2 separate regions of the Hordeum vulgare genome follow, and region 2 is linked to region 1. Evidence: chromatin contacts called from public Hi-C data. All regions are on one chromosome and are shown on one strand. Each heading gives the region's core, a stretch centred on a gene start, on an enhancer-like site or on the middle of the called end of the contact. The rest is flanking DNA. Distances are from core to core; before and after follow the strand shown. Region 1 has its middle 140 kb from the start of LOC123426300. Region 2 has its middle 130 kb from the start of LOC123430080.

Region 1 (7,606 bases), core at 3,742-6,241:
ACGGAAAAGGTCCCAAACCTTGTATGTTGCCAAGCTACAAAATCTTCAACAGAAGAGGAATTTGTAGAATTCTATGCACATCGACTCATGAAAAGACGGTGCGAATAAGTGTCTCGTCCCATTGTCCTGTGTGGGGGTCAACTATCCCTTCCACTTTTGTTAGCATAATACACCCTAGCGGTAATAGGCTTCCTGTTCATACTAGAAGGAATCCACGGGTCATTCCAAATGTTGATGTGTGAGCGAGAACCCACACGCCATATGCATCCCCTTCTCAAAGTTTGTATCCGAGCTACAACATTCTGCCAAGTGATCGAAGAACCTTTCTTGGGGCCAGATTTCAGAATATCTCCACTAGGATAGTATTTTGCCCTAAAAACTCATGCACACAAAGAGTGAGGATATTGGAGCAGTCGCCAACACTGTTTTGCTAACGTTGCAAGATTAAAGCCGTGAAGGTCTCTAAACCCCATGACATCTTTTTTCTTCGATACACACATTTTCCACCACGGAAACCAACGCGTTTTTTCTTCTCCTCTCCATCACTCCACCAAAATCCAAAAATTTCATCGGAGATCGATTTACTTATCCCTTTAGGTAACTTGAACACAAACATAACATAAGATGGAATCGCCTTTGCTACTGATTTCAGAAGAATTTCTTTACCTTGTATTGAGAGGATTTTTTCTTTCCACCCTTTGAGCACGTGTCCACTAAGTGCTGAAAACAATCAGTACGGTCAACACCAACCATAGTTGGTAGCCCGAGGTATTTGTGTTACAGGGCTTCAGTTAATATATCCAGAATTCCACAGACCATCTCTCTCTCGTTAACTCTCCTATTTGGACTAGAAAAGATACTCGGCTTTGGAGTACTCACACGCTGGCCTGAGCTAGCACAATACCTATCAACAACCCTCTTAAGAGTATTTGCATTATGGTTGGAGGCTTTCATCAAAACCAAGTAAACATTGTATTAGTTCTCGCAAGTCTGAAGCATGGGAAACTCCCATTCCTGACTTTATTCTTCACCATTATGTAAACGACCTGACTATCATTTGTTGAATAAAGTTTATGATGCTTAAAAATAGATTTCTATGGGATTCTCCCTATTCATTTTTTCTTCAATTTCATTTTTTGTTTATGTTTTCATTTATTTTCATCGGTTTTCTTTGTTTCATACAAGGTTTTTCCTAGTTTTTTATCTATTTATTCAAATATATGATGTCTATTTTTTTGTCTACTCTGAAACATTTTCTTCAACAAGTTTAACATTTTATTAAACATACCTGAAAAAAATACATGATTAACATTGTTCTTTGAATATGTGATTTGATGTCTATTGTTTTCATGCACGTCATACATTTTTGGTATAGATGATCACATTTTTTTAAAACAATTATGTCTAGTTTTTCTGTTACACACCAAACATCTTTATTATACACCTAATTTTTATACAAGTTTAGCATTTTTAATAAATATTTATTGTTTACAAATTTATATTTTGTTTGGTACTTTTTTCAAACACATCATATGTGTTTCTTATTAAATCTAAGACATTTTTTTTGAAATATAGGTTTAACATTTTTCAAATATAGGTTTTGATGTCTATTGTTCCATACACATTTTTATTTATTTGTATTACACATAAAATTTAAGTTAAAGACACACATGATTACCATTTTGCAAAATATAATGGTCAACATTTTCTGAACACATGATCATCATTTTCTTTACATGTTTAACTTTTTTCAAGTACTTGTTCAAAAACTTTCAAACGCTTGATTAACATGTCTATAACATGATAAAATATTCTTCATTTTTTCATATGCCGTCTACATTTTTTATATACACACTTAACATTTTTAAATTACTTGTTCAGTGTTTTCTTGAATGCTAGATTAACATTTTTTAATTACTTGTTCAATATTTTTTTAATACTTGATTGACATTTTTAAACACATGATCAAAATTTTCATCGTTTTTTAATACATGGTAAACATTTGTTCTAAACACATTTAAAAATATTCAAATGCTTGATTTAGAAATTCAAATACCTGTTCAACATTTTTTTTAAATCTTGACTAACATTTTTATATACATGATAAAAAACAATTGATCATTTTTTAACACATGGTCAACATTTTTTCATTACACATTTAACATCACTCAAATGATTAATTATCATTTTTCAAAGACCTCTTTCAACATTTTTCAGTTGTTTGACAATCCTTTTTTTTAAATACATGATCAAATTGTTTTATACACATTTTATTTTTTATACATTTTCCATATATATATAGACACACACACATACATATTTAACATTTTTCAAATATTTGGCCACCATTTCTAAATATTTGTACAGTGACTTTATAATATATTCCTTCAGAATATTTGGAAGTATATGCAAAATAAAAAAAAGAAAGCAAAAAGCGAAAAACTAAATGAAATACCACCCTTCGGCGAGGGTTCCCACCATCTCGGTTAACACGATACATAAGGCTGCCAAGTTTTCTCTAGAATTTTCCCTTTTCATTTTTACAAAATAAATGTTTCTCTAGCTAATCCTTGTGTTACACACTGTACGTGTTTCTTATACACCAATTTTTTTATATAATACATTTTGATTATTTTTGAATATATGTTTTGTTTTCAAGTTTTTTAGTACACATTGCATGTTTTCTTATAAATCAAAAACATTTTTCAAATATATGTTTTGATGTCTATTTTTTTTCATACGAATGTCTAATTATTTGTATACATAGAAAATACAAGTTTCTAGACATACATGATTAACCTTTTATGAAATTTATGTCTTTTTGTCTACTGTTTTTCGTGCACATTGTGCATTTTTTTATTAGACATGTGAAACATTTTCTTGTAAATGGTTTACACTTTTTTAATTACACTAAAGTTTTGTATATTCCATAAATTTGTGAGATAAAAAACATGTCCATATGTTTGATATTATTGAACATTTTTTATTCGGCTTTCTTTGTTTTCCTTTTTTCCTCTGTTTTATACGTTTTTCTTTATTTTTTCAGGTTTTCTAAGTTGCTTCATATTTTTTATTTTTTTGTTTTTCTTATTTTTGTTTGTTTCTTCACCGGTTTAATATATTTTGTGCCATTTCTTCATCAGTTTTCTTTGGTTTTGGGTGTTTTTGGCTTATTTCTAAGGTTTCCTATTATTATTTTCAATATATTGCTTTATCTCTCAATACACAGTATATATTTTTAATACACGTGGGACATTGGTTTTATACACGTTGAACATTTTTTATATATGATACGAACATTTGTTTATACACATTTAGCATTTTTCATATACATGTGTTCTTTCAAGTATATGTTTGAGTTTAACTCTTTTTACTTACACCGTATACATTTTGCGTATATAGAAATTACTTTTTATATATGTATACTTTTTTTTGATTTATTTTCTAAATACATTTTTAAAATACAGGATTAACATTTTTAAATACATTATTGAATTTGTCAGTAAAATGATTAATATATTTTGAAAGCTATGATTTTTCTTTAAACTGTGACCTGCATATTTGTACCGGTACAAAACATTATACCACACAAACTTTTTTTATGTTCTATACTCGTTTTTCAGAAAGTTGGCATACATTATATTTGAAATGTCTGGACATTTTTTCTGTAAGATATCAACATCTACCTAATTGTGCTAAAAATATATATTGTGTTAACAATTTTCATACTGAAGTTTTGTTTTTTAATTAAATATAATATTTTAAGGGATATTCATTTAAATGCAAATGTAAAAAGGAGAAATAGAAAATATTATACCATGACATCAGCATGTCGTCAGCGTGACATCAGGTGAATGAGTGAGCGCTGCTCGCCTGCTCCTGCGCTGGCCAGCGCATATACGGCATTGCTTGAGTCGCTGCTGCCATCGGTCTCGCGTAAGCGAGACATAGACGTGCCCGCCAGACTTCGCCCGGAAAAAGAAAAAGGAAAATCAGTTGGCAAGACAAAACATTCATGCCTCCTTTAAAAATGACGGTGCCATAGCTAGCATTGTGTCCGGCGATGTAGAGATTATCTGCCTCCGTCCCTGTCGCCGTCGTCGTGGTCGTTTCGTGCCCCAGATTTGGATACGGCCGGCTCAATCATCCCTTGGGCATTTGCGACTTGTTATTTCGCTGTCTTTTCTTTGGCCGGATACGCCCATCCCATGCTCTCTACCCGTCTCCACCTGCCCAATCTTATATACGGTTCCGTATACTGTACTGTAGTTGGTTAACACAGCCACACTGCAATCAAGTACCGTTGGTTAACGCAACCACACTGCTAGTGACAGCGGCTAGCTACCTAAGTAATTGCAGTTCTCTGTGTTCATGTCATTTGTGCAGCCAAAACGAATTAGTACATGCAATAATTTCAGTATCATTTGCATGTCTGCAATTTTGCTGCTTCCTCTCCAACCACAGATGGCGGATGTCCGGATCCGGAAGTCATGCACGCATGAACTCGTCAGATACTGCTAATTAATCGAAGATGTGCTAATAAATTTGGACAGGAGTGCGTACATATAGTGTCGTTCAGTAAGAAGATGGAGACAGGGACAGATGGATCAGCATCATCGATGAATGTACTACATGCCTAACCATCTGTTGCCACCACCGGCTATGGCAACCTGTCTATTCATGTAGGAGTATGAGCAAATCTGGCGTTGGGACATCATGGTCGCAATACATCACGCACGCTTATTAGTTATGATGGTGTTTCTTTACTCAGGGACTAGACTAAAAAGTCCCTTTTAGTCCCTAGGTAAAGAAACAGGAGGGACTTTTCCTTAAGGTACTAAAAAAAACTCTCTTGAAGGGACTTTTTTCTTTAGTCCCTCGGACTAAAAAAAAATCTAGTTCCTTGGAAAGAAACACCACCTGTACCTACAGGCACAGCCCAACTGTACTGTATGAGCAAAAATGATCGTAACAGTTTAGCAGCTGCTGCTATTAAGAGGGTGCTTGGATATGTTTAAACCTATAATGTACTCCAATTGATCCACAGTTGATCCTTCCAATCGCCAGTGCTATAAATGTGAAAATGATGCATGTGGCTTTTGAAACGGGGGGACAAAAACTCTCGGCTCTAGGCGTCGCAACTTGCAACTTAAGTTATCGACCGCTCACCCAAAGTTTAAGGCCTAAGTACACCTATACGATGCAATTGCCTAGCTTCTACGGAACCACCACATGTCTACGATATCCTCCTACCATTAGCTAGTCCCGGCAGCTTGTTTATTTGGACTTCTACTGTCTACTCCAACAGCACTCTGATCGACACCTGAATAGCCGCGAGTGTTCACACAAACCCGCGTCCAAAATTATCTTGCGACGAAATATGCATTGTTTGCAAAACCAAGTCTCTTCTATCGTTGAAATAACATTAGTGTGAGGACACGTGCCTTCCCCCTATTTTTCAAGGGAAACTTTTGTGTTTTTCACTCCAGTTTTTGTCCACTTTACTTATGCCACTCTAGAATTTAATATTTTACTAATGGTATTGTGATACATTATAAAAAATAAGAGTGACAAAAGTGAAATAAAAAACTATTGCTTTTTACCATGAAATGACATTTGTGATGTATTGTCAAAAGTTAAGAGTGCCAGAAGTGAGATGTTGAATTCTAGAGTGGCACACAAAAAAGGGCGAAAAGTAGTGGCAAAAACAAAGTTTTTCCATGTTTTGAACTACCTAGAAACACAATACAACAAAAAAAATAAAGATATGTAATTAAAATCAAAATTAATTTTAAAATCAAAATATATGTCGTCATTAAGTGAACCATCTCTTTATTAGAATATTACAAGCTACACATAGTGACATCCACCGACGACCACAACCATCGGGGCAAAGCCCCTCGCGGTGGCTGACGGTAGGGCCCCGCTCTCATATGCTCGAGGGTGGTCGGCATGGGGCAGTTTGGCGGGGTGGAGGCGTCTCGCGCGCCCGGGGCTCAACAATGCGGAGGTGGCGGCATGCTCCTGGATAACAGCGCGACGACCAGGTGGATGGCGGCTTGCGGCGCAGTTGTTGCGTGCTTGTGCCACCGACGGTGGTTCAGATCTGGGTGAGGGGCAGATGCGTGCGGATATGGCGGGTCCCCGCTGTGCCTGCTCTGGCGCGCCTGCCATGGGTCAGATCGGCAACTCGATTGTTGCTGATGTGTCTGACAGGCTAGGCAGAGGGGATGGAGGTGGCAGAACACTGGTGGTGATGGCCATGCCCCGTGAGGGCGGTGTAGGGAAGGCTCTCGGCTCGAAATGTTGGGCTCATCAAACGGGTCAGTGGAGTCGATTTGGTCTAAGGTGGTGGACGACGTGTGTTAGACAGCATGTATGGAAGATCGACTTGTCCGTGTTGGTGCAAGCCTTCATGTTGTGCTCTCGCGGCATGTGGTTCGTTTGTGGTGTTCCGAATGGGTGTAGGATGTCGATGGTCTCTCTCGAACAACCCTGTAATAAAATACAAGAAATCTCTTGTGTCTCCAACACACCCAATATAATGATAAATTATATATGTGCACTAGTTCGACGAAGAGGCGGCACATATAGGTTTTTGTAATCTGAAAATATAGAAATAGTAAGGTAACAAGTAGTAAACAGCGAACAAAACAATATAGCAATGCTTGAAAATAAGGCCTATGGTTCATACTTTCAATAGTGTGATCTCTCAACAATGCTAATGTAATACAATCATATGTTTAACCCTTAACCTGCGATAAAGAATTACTCCAAAGTTCCTATTAGCAGAGAACATAAGAAGAAATTGTTGTAGGCAGCGAACCACCTCAAAGTTATCCTTTTCGATCAATCCATTGAGCTATTTCTATAAGTGTCACAAACAACCCGAGAGTTCGTACTAGAATAACACCTATGATACATATCAATCAACCCTAATGTCACCTAGATACTCCAATATCAGCACCAATATCCCTAGGTTAATTATTCGACATGCATCAAACAATTTCAGTTTCATCATATTCAATCCAACACAAAGAACTTCAAAGTGTATCTCAAGGTTTCTATCGGAGAAAGTAGGACAAGAACGTGTATCAACCCCTATGCATAGATTAGCCCATTGTCACCTCGGGAATCCGCGAGTTGAGTACCAAAGCATATATCAAGTGAATCAATAGAACATCCCATTGTCACCATGGGTATCCACATGCAAGACATACATCAAGTGATCTCAAATCCAGCATTCAATCCGGCATAACAAAATCTCAAAGGGAAAGATTCAATTCATTAGATCAATATAGCAATGGAAGAACACCATATGATCCAACTATATTAACAAAGCTCATGATACATAAAGATCGTGACATCTCAAGAACATGAGAGAGAGAGAGGGAGGGAGGGGAGGGGAGAGAGAGAGAGAGAGAGAGAGAGAGAGAGAGAGAGAGAGAGCTCACATAGCTACTGGTACATACCCTCAGCCCTGAGGGTGAACTACTCCCTCCTCGTCATGGAGACCGTTGGGATGATGAAGATGGCCTCGATTGATGATTGCCCCTCCAACAGGGTGCGGGAACAGGGCTTCAGATGAGTTTTCTTCGATATAGAG
Region 2 (7,606 bases), core at 2,062-4,561, 970 kb after region 1:
AAAGGATGGATGCCAAGTTACTTTCATCTGCCAGTAAAGAAGTTTTGATAAAATCTACCACACAAGCCATTCAGTTTACTCAATGGCCTCCTCCAGATTGCCGCGAGGGTTATGTGACAGTATCACATCCATCATCACACAATTTTGGTGGGGTTCTAAGCAAGGGAGGAGGAAGCCCAGCTGGGTGGCGTGGGATACCATGGCCATGCCCACCATTTGGGGGTCTCGGATTTTTAGACATGGAGATTTTCAACCTCGCACTTCTAGCAAGGCAGGCCCGGTGGACCTTGACGGATTGCTCATCTGTGAGTGCTCGAATCCTCAAGGCTGTCTATATTCCGGAGTGCTCTTTGCTTCAGGTTGAGCTGGGGGCGCACCCATCCTAGATATGGCGTGCAATTCTGGATGGAGAGATATCTTGTCACAAGGAATTATTTGCCGAATTGGTGAAAGAGAGACCACGGACATTTGGCAACACAACTACATACAAAGGGACAACTTAAAGCGCCCTATCACAACTCTTGTTCCAAACTCTCCAGGGAGAGTGGCGCGACTGATAGATGTTACATCCGCAAGCTGGAAGGGGGACGTGGTTCGGACTGTGTTTACTCATTTTGATGTAGAGGAAATTCTCTGGATCCCGCTCTGCACTCGTCGTGTTGAAGACTTTTGGGCTTGGCATGAGGAGCTTCGAGGATTGTTTAGTGTGCGGTCGGCGTACCGAATGATACTCAAGAGTAAGCACAGCCGGGAGGCCTGGTTGCATGAGGAGGGCGGAACATCATATGAGCTCGATGAAACCAGCAAATGGTCCATGATATGGCATCTGCAGGTACCCTCCAAACTCAAGGTGTTCTTGTGGCGTCTTGTCCAACTATCAATGACGACGTGTTCAATCCTGAAGCACCGGCATATGGCGACAGAGGATACTTGCCTGTTATGTGGGGCGATGGACACATGGAAACATGCGTTGATCACCTGCCCGATGGCGGCGAGTGTATGGGCCCTGGCGCTTGAGGAGTTAGTGCAACACATGGTAGACCGAGGGGAAGAGAATCCGAAGGATTGGCTATTTCCACTGCATGGAATACTAATGAAGGACCTCTTCGAAGACTTAGTTGTAACACTATGGGCACTCTAGGGTGTCAGGCGGAAGGCAATTCATTATAATATTTTCCAACCACCATACTCGGTTAATAGCTTCATATCGAGCTATTTGGGTGAGTTGCAGTTGACCAACGCCAAGCTTCCAACGGCAACAACTCCATCTAGTGAGAGACCATCGACATGGTTGGCCCCGATCACTGGCAATGCAAAGATGAACGTGGATGCTGTTGTTTCCAGACATGGGTTTGGTTCAGGCGGTGTGATCTGCCGAGATCGTGATGGCATGTTCATGGGAGCATCGACTCTTTGTTTCTCAAACATTGTGGACCCGCCGACTCTTGAAGCCCTCGCCATTAGGGAAGCCCTCGCATTGGCAGATGACCTATATCTCAGACATATTGAAATGGCATCAGATTGGAAAGTGGTGGTACAAGATATAACGAAGGAGAATTCGGCAAGCTATAAAGCGGTCTTACATGAGATAGCTGATCATCCTTCAGCCTTTAATTTTTGTATCTTTAGTCATGAGTTTAGGAGCTCAAATTATGCGGCTCACAACTTATTGAAGCATGCTCTATCTCTTGGTGGTGGCCATCATGTTTGGTTAGGACATCTCGGGAATCTCCCATCCCACCGTGAAAACATTGTGATGAATTAATAAAGCTTCGCGGCGTTGTCTTAAAAAAACTTGACCTGAGGCTTCGTGAACAGACTTGTGGATCCGCTCCACTCGTTATCTCCCTTTCACAAGTCTTTAGGGCAGGTGGCCAACCACGTGTATGATCTCAACCAGGTGGGCATACTCGTCCCCTCCCTCTATGGACGAGTCTGATTGGACGAAAAAGGATGACGATGGAACAAGGTGTCTATAGGAGGGCGATGACATACATGACTACCATGCCTTGTTAGATAAAGTGATGATGATAGTCACATCGACCCACCGCGTGGCGACATGGCGACATAAGGGTGTCCCCCGCTATAGTCCATTCCTTTGAGTTTAGAGATCAAGTACGACAATCTTTGAAAAGAACTCTCTATCTCGATATATAAGGGGCAGAGCGCATCACTTGTCAAGGAGATGGAAGAAAAAGAAAGAACACATTATAGTAGGAGTAGGATGTAACATCGCAACGACGGCCTGGACCTCGGTAAAACAAGAAAACAATGTAAAAAACAAAACAAAAACAAAGTAATAAAAGAAGAACCAAAGGAAAAAACAGATGAAAAACCAAATAAAAAGGAAAATAACATGAACAAGACAAAATACGAAAAGGCGCTCAAGCGAACCTAGGAAAGACCAGGCGAACAAAATAGGCGTGCCCGCTATGGTCGCGAGTAGGCGATTCCTATTAGGAATAGTATGGGCGACACAAAGCTGTCATGGGGATCCTATTCCCCACACGGGGTCGGGGGATAACGACCAAACGAACGTAACCCCCCCCCCCCTCGAAGGTAATGGGTGAGGCCGTTAGTATATTAATTCTTTTTTGTCCATTTTCTCTTTTATGTTTTTTCCTTTTCAAATATATGCTTTTTTAATCCTAATTTTTTTGAAAATCAGGAACATCATTCAAATTCATGAACAATTTGGAAAATTGTGAAGAAATTTCCAATTCATAAACTTTTTTGAAAACTAAGAATAATTTTCAAATTCATGATTTTCCAAATATACGAACACTTTTCGAATTCTTGAACATTTTTCTAAATTCTTGAACTTTTCGTAAACTAGCTAACAATTTCCAAAATTCTTGAACATTTTTAGAATTTTTGTAAGTTTCTTTAATGTATATCTTCTTTTGAAATCAGTGAACATTGTTTTCGATTTGCAAACAATTTTTAAACTTCATTATCATTTTATGAATTCATGATTTTTTTAATTTGTCGTATTTTTGCTTTTTAATTTTTTGTTTGAATTTATTATCATTTTTGAAATTCCTAGAATTTTTAAAATACTTAATATATTTCTCAAATTCGTGAACATTATAGGAACATTTTCTTGATTTTGCATTTTTAGAAACTTTGAACATTTTGGAAATGTGGGAGCACTCTTTAAATTTGTAAAGCTTTGTTTTTGTGAAATTTGCAGAAATGAAAATCAAAACAGAAAAAAATAGGGGCACGCGAACCCCAGTCATGGGCCGCCTCAGAAGCGCTCACGGAGAAGCGCGGGCTGCCCGTTTTGGCGTCACACTAATTAGGAGGTCCCATGCAAAAACGGGGGGACTCCTATTGCGCGCTGCGCAAGATAACTGGCACCCGCACCAGCAGCTGGATGGGCCGACCCAAGATCATGCATCGTGAAAAGGACCGTCAAACAATTTTTAAACTTCATTATCATTTTATGTATTCTTGAACATTTTTAGAATTTCTGTAAGTTTCTTTAATGTATATCTTATTTTGAAATTAGGGAACATTGTTTTCGATTTGCAAACAATTTTTAAACTTCATTATCATTTTATGAATTCATGATTTTTTTAATTTGTCGTATTTTTGCTTTTTAATTTTTTGTTTGAATTTACCCAAGATCATGCATCGTGAAAAGGACCGTCGAAAATAGGTCTTGACCGGGATTCTATCTCACGCCCTCGCACACCTTATCGAGTGCTGCTAACCAATTGACCAACTAACCAGTAATGATCCAAAACAGCCCGGACCCTTAAAGAATAGAAATGGAGACGCGCTATTTATTGCCCATTATGCTATAGCATTTAGATTTTTCAATTATTTGAAAACATGTTCACATACTACAAATGGAGATCATGAACATGCAGAAAAAAGTTTGCATATTCAAAAAATAGTTCACCAAATCAAAAAAGAACATTTATTCAAAAAAAAAGTTCACGAATTCATAAAAAAGTTCATTGTTTAAAGCAAAAGTACATCAAACAATGAAAATAGTTCATCAATTTGAATAAAAAAAGTTCACCGAATATGATTTTTTCATCGAAATTTAAAAAGTTCACTGAATTTAGAATAAGTTCATCCAAATTAAAAAAGTTCTTCAATTTTGAAAATATTCCATCAATTTTGAAAAGAGTTAAGAAATTTTGAAAAAGTTCGTCGGTTTTGAAAAACTTTCATCGATTTTGCAAAAAAAGTTCAATGATTTTGAAAAACTTAATAAATTTGGAAAATGTTCTAGTAATTTTGGAAAAAGTTTATCCAAATTGAAACAAGTACATCAATTTTGAAAAAAGTTCATAAATTTTGAAAAAGTTCAACGGTTTTGGAAAATTTCATCAATTTTGAAAAAAAGTTCATCGATTCTGAAAATATTTAATAAATTTTGAAAAAAGTTCATTAACGTTGAAAAATGTACAACAAATTTGGAAAAAGTTCACCTAAATTGGAAAAAATCATCAATTTTGTAACAATTTATCAATTCATCAATTTTGACAAACATCCATCCATTTTAAGGAAAGTTCAAAAAATTGAATAAAACTCATCAAATTTGAAAATAAATTCATCGATTCTGAAAAATTCACGAGTTTCAAAAAAAATTGTTCATGCATTTGAAAAAGAAGTTCATCTATTTGAAGAAAACATTTATGAATTTGGAAAAGGAAAGAAGAAAATCACAGAAAAAAGAAATAAAAGGAAAAGAAACACTGAAGAAATAAATAAATAAAACATGCATGTTATTACAACTTGTGAATAGGTAGGATTGGCTGCGCGTCAATCACGTCCGACCTGCGCCGCGGGTTCGAATCCTCGATGACGCGGCATTTTTTGCAGTTTCTTTAGAGTTTAGAGAAAAGTGAAAAAAGAACAAGGGCCGGCCCAGCTAAGAAGGGTGAGTAGCTGATGTAGGCGCCGGGTAGAAAAAAGAAAAGAAACCAACGCCTGCAACGCCGCATAGGAATTGTACAGAACATGTGCGAGCTGGGTGTCGCTTGTGGGAACCTCCTATTAGACGCATTGGTCGCCGAATAATTTCAGCTTCGCAAAGAGGTGGGCACTTGCAGGCTTTTATGGGCCGGTCTTTCCCGCTTCATTGTTTCTTGCTATTTCTTTTTCTTTATTTTTTATGTTTTTTATTTTTCTGCTTAGTTCCTTCATTTTTATATTTTTTAGGTTTTTTCTTTTCTTTTTTTCTTTTTACTTTCCTTTTTTTATTTCTTAAATTTAATTTTGTTTTAAAGAAATATTTTCATATTAAAAAGTTCGTTCATTTTAAAGAGAATGCTATTTTTGCAAATTTTGTTCATAAATTCCAATAAAAATGTTTTTCAAAATCTCTAAAATTGTTCACCGTTTCATTTTTCCGGAGTTGTAAAAATGTGAACACTTTTGTTAAAGGGCACATTTTTAAAACTCCAATTTGCAAACAATTTTTACAACTATTAACAGTTTTTTAAAAATAGAAGATTTTTTACAACTATGAACAATTTGTAAAACAGTTTTTGAAAAACAAAACTTTTTTTTGAAAAACTAGAAGATTTTTAAAACAGTTTTCGAAAGACAATTTGTTTAAAAAAAAACTAGAAGATTTTTTGAAACTTCAAAATATTTTTTTAAAAATCCAAACACTTTTTGAAGTTATGAATGTTTTTGAGTAATGACAACTATTTGAAAATTAGAACAATTTTTTTAAACAAAAACATTTTCGAATTTAAAGAACAATTTTTTAAATTGCAGAATATTCTTTGAGATTACATAACATTTTTTGAATTTATGAACAATGTTTAAAAACGGTATTATTTGGTAATTTGGAACATTTTTTAAAAGCAAAAACAATAACAACAACAACAACAACAATAACAAGGCATTTAGTCCGAAACAAGTTGAAGGTAGACTAGAGGTGATACCTATAAGATCTCGTGACCAATTCATGGTTCTTGCACATGGATGACAAGCTTTCATGCACCCGTGTTCACGGCTAGTTCTTTGGTGATGCTTCAATCTTTTAGATTTCTCTTTACGAAATCTTCCCATGTCAAGTTCGGTCTACCCCGACCTCTCTTGACATTATCAACATGCTTTAGCCGTCCGCTATGCACTAGGGCTTCTCGAGGCATGCATTGAATATGCCCAAACCGTCTCACATGATGTTGGACAAGTTTCTCTTTAATTGGCACTACTCCAACTCTATGCCGTATATCATCATTCGGATTTGGTCCTTCCTTGTCTGGCCACACATCCATATCAACATGCGCATCTCCGCCACACCTAGCTGTTGCACATGTCGCCTTTTAGTCGGCCAACACTCAGCGACATACAACATTGCAGGTCGAACCACCGTCCTATGGAACTTGTCTTTTAGCTTTTGTGGCACCCTCTTATCACACAAAATGCGAGAAGCTTGGTGCCACTTCATCCATCAGACATTAAGTCAACGGATCACATCTTCATCGAGATCCCCATCCTTCTACAACATTGACCCCAAATAACGAAAAGTGTCCTTCTGAGGTAGCACCTGCCCATCAAGGCTAACACACCCTCCTCCGCGTGCTTAGTAGTACTGAAAGTACACCTCATGTACTCGGTCTTAGTCCAACTAAGTCTAAAACCTTTTGATTTCAAGGTTTGCCTCCATAACTCCAACTTCCCATTGAGCCCCGTCCGACTATCATCAATTAGCACCACATCATCTGCAAAGAGCATACACCATGGGATATCTCTTTGTATATCCCTTGTGACCTCATACCATCACCAAGGAAAAAAGATAAGGGCTCAAAGATGACCCGTGATGTAGTCCTATCTTAATCGGGAAGTTATCAGTGTCGCCATCAGTTGTTCGAACACTTGTCACAACATTATCGTACAAGTCCTTGATGACGATAATGTACTTTGCTCGGACTTTGTGTTTCTCCAAGGCCCACCACATAACATTCTACAGTAGTTTATCATAGGCCTTTCCCAAGTCAATGAACACAATATGCAAGTCCTTCTTTTGCTCCCTTTATCCATAAGTTGTCATACCAAGAAAATGACTTCCATGGTCGACTACCGAGAACGAAGGCAAACTGATTTTTGGTCACGCTTGTCATTCTTCTTAAGCGGTCATCAATGACTATCTCGCATAGCTTCATTGTATGGCTCGTCAATTTAATTCCACGGTAATTAGTACAACTCTCAATACCCCCGTTGTTCTTGAAGATTGTACTAATATACTCCGTGTCCATTCTCTGGCATCTTGTTTTCCCAAAAAAATGAGGTTCAAAAGTTTGGTTAGCCATACTATCGCTATGTCCTCGAAGCCTCTCCACACCTTAATGGGGATACAATGAGGGCCCATCGCCTTGCCTCCTTTCATCCTCTTTAAAGCCTCCTTGACCTCCGACTCCTGGATTCGCCGCATAAAACGCCTGCTAGTATCATCGAAGGAGTCGTCCAGATCAATGGTAGTGCTCTCACTCTCCCCATGGAAGAGCTTGTCAAAGTACTCCTGTCATCTATGCTTAATCTCCACGTTCTTCACCACGACTTGCTCTGCTCCGTCCTTGATGCACTTGATTTGGTCAACATCCCTCGTCTTCCTCTCTCGGATATTGGCCAT

What was found. Hi-C and Micro-C count contacts between places; a contact is called where the count stands out from the background.
Region 2: a contact with region 1 is called in a Hi-C map of leaf, with 2.3 times the contacts expected there. The contact joins two enhancer-like sites. A contact is called at or near these places in 2 of 6 Hi-C or Micro-C datasets (leaf and seedling).

The regions. Positions count from the first base shown.
Region 1 is chr2H:361,976,615-361,984,220 of MorexV3_pseudomolecules_assembly, forward strand. No RefSeq gene overlaps it. Among protein-coding and RNA genes, the nearest start is that of LOC123426300, 140 kb to the right of the region's middle. Within about 2 kb of position 4,992, at least 2 of the 3 cell types and tissues checked have open chromatin away from gene starts, as enhancers often do. A contact at or near this core is called in leaf, where this site is marked.
Region 2 is chr2H:362,943,815-362,951,420 of MorexV3_pseudomolecules_assembly, forward strand. No RefSeq gene overlaps it. Among protein-coding and RNA genes, the nearest start is that of LOC123430080, 130 kb to the right of the region's middle. Within about 2 kb of position 3,312, at least 3 of the 3 cell types and tissues checked have open chromatin away from gene starts, as enhancers often do. A contact at or near this core is called in leaf, where this site is marked.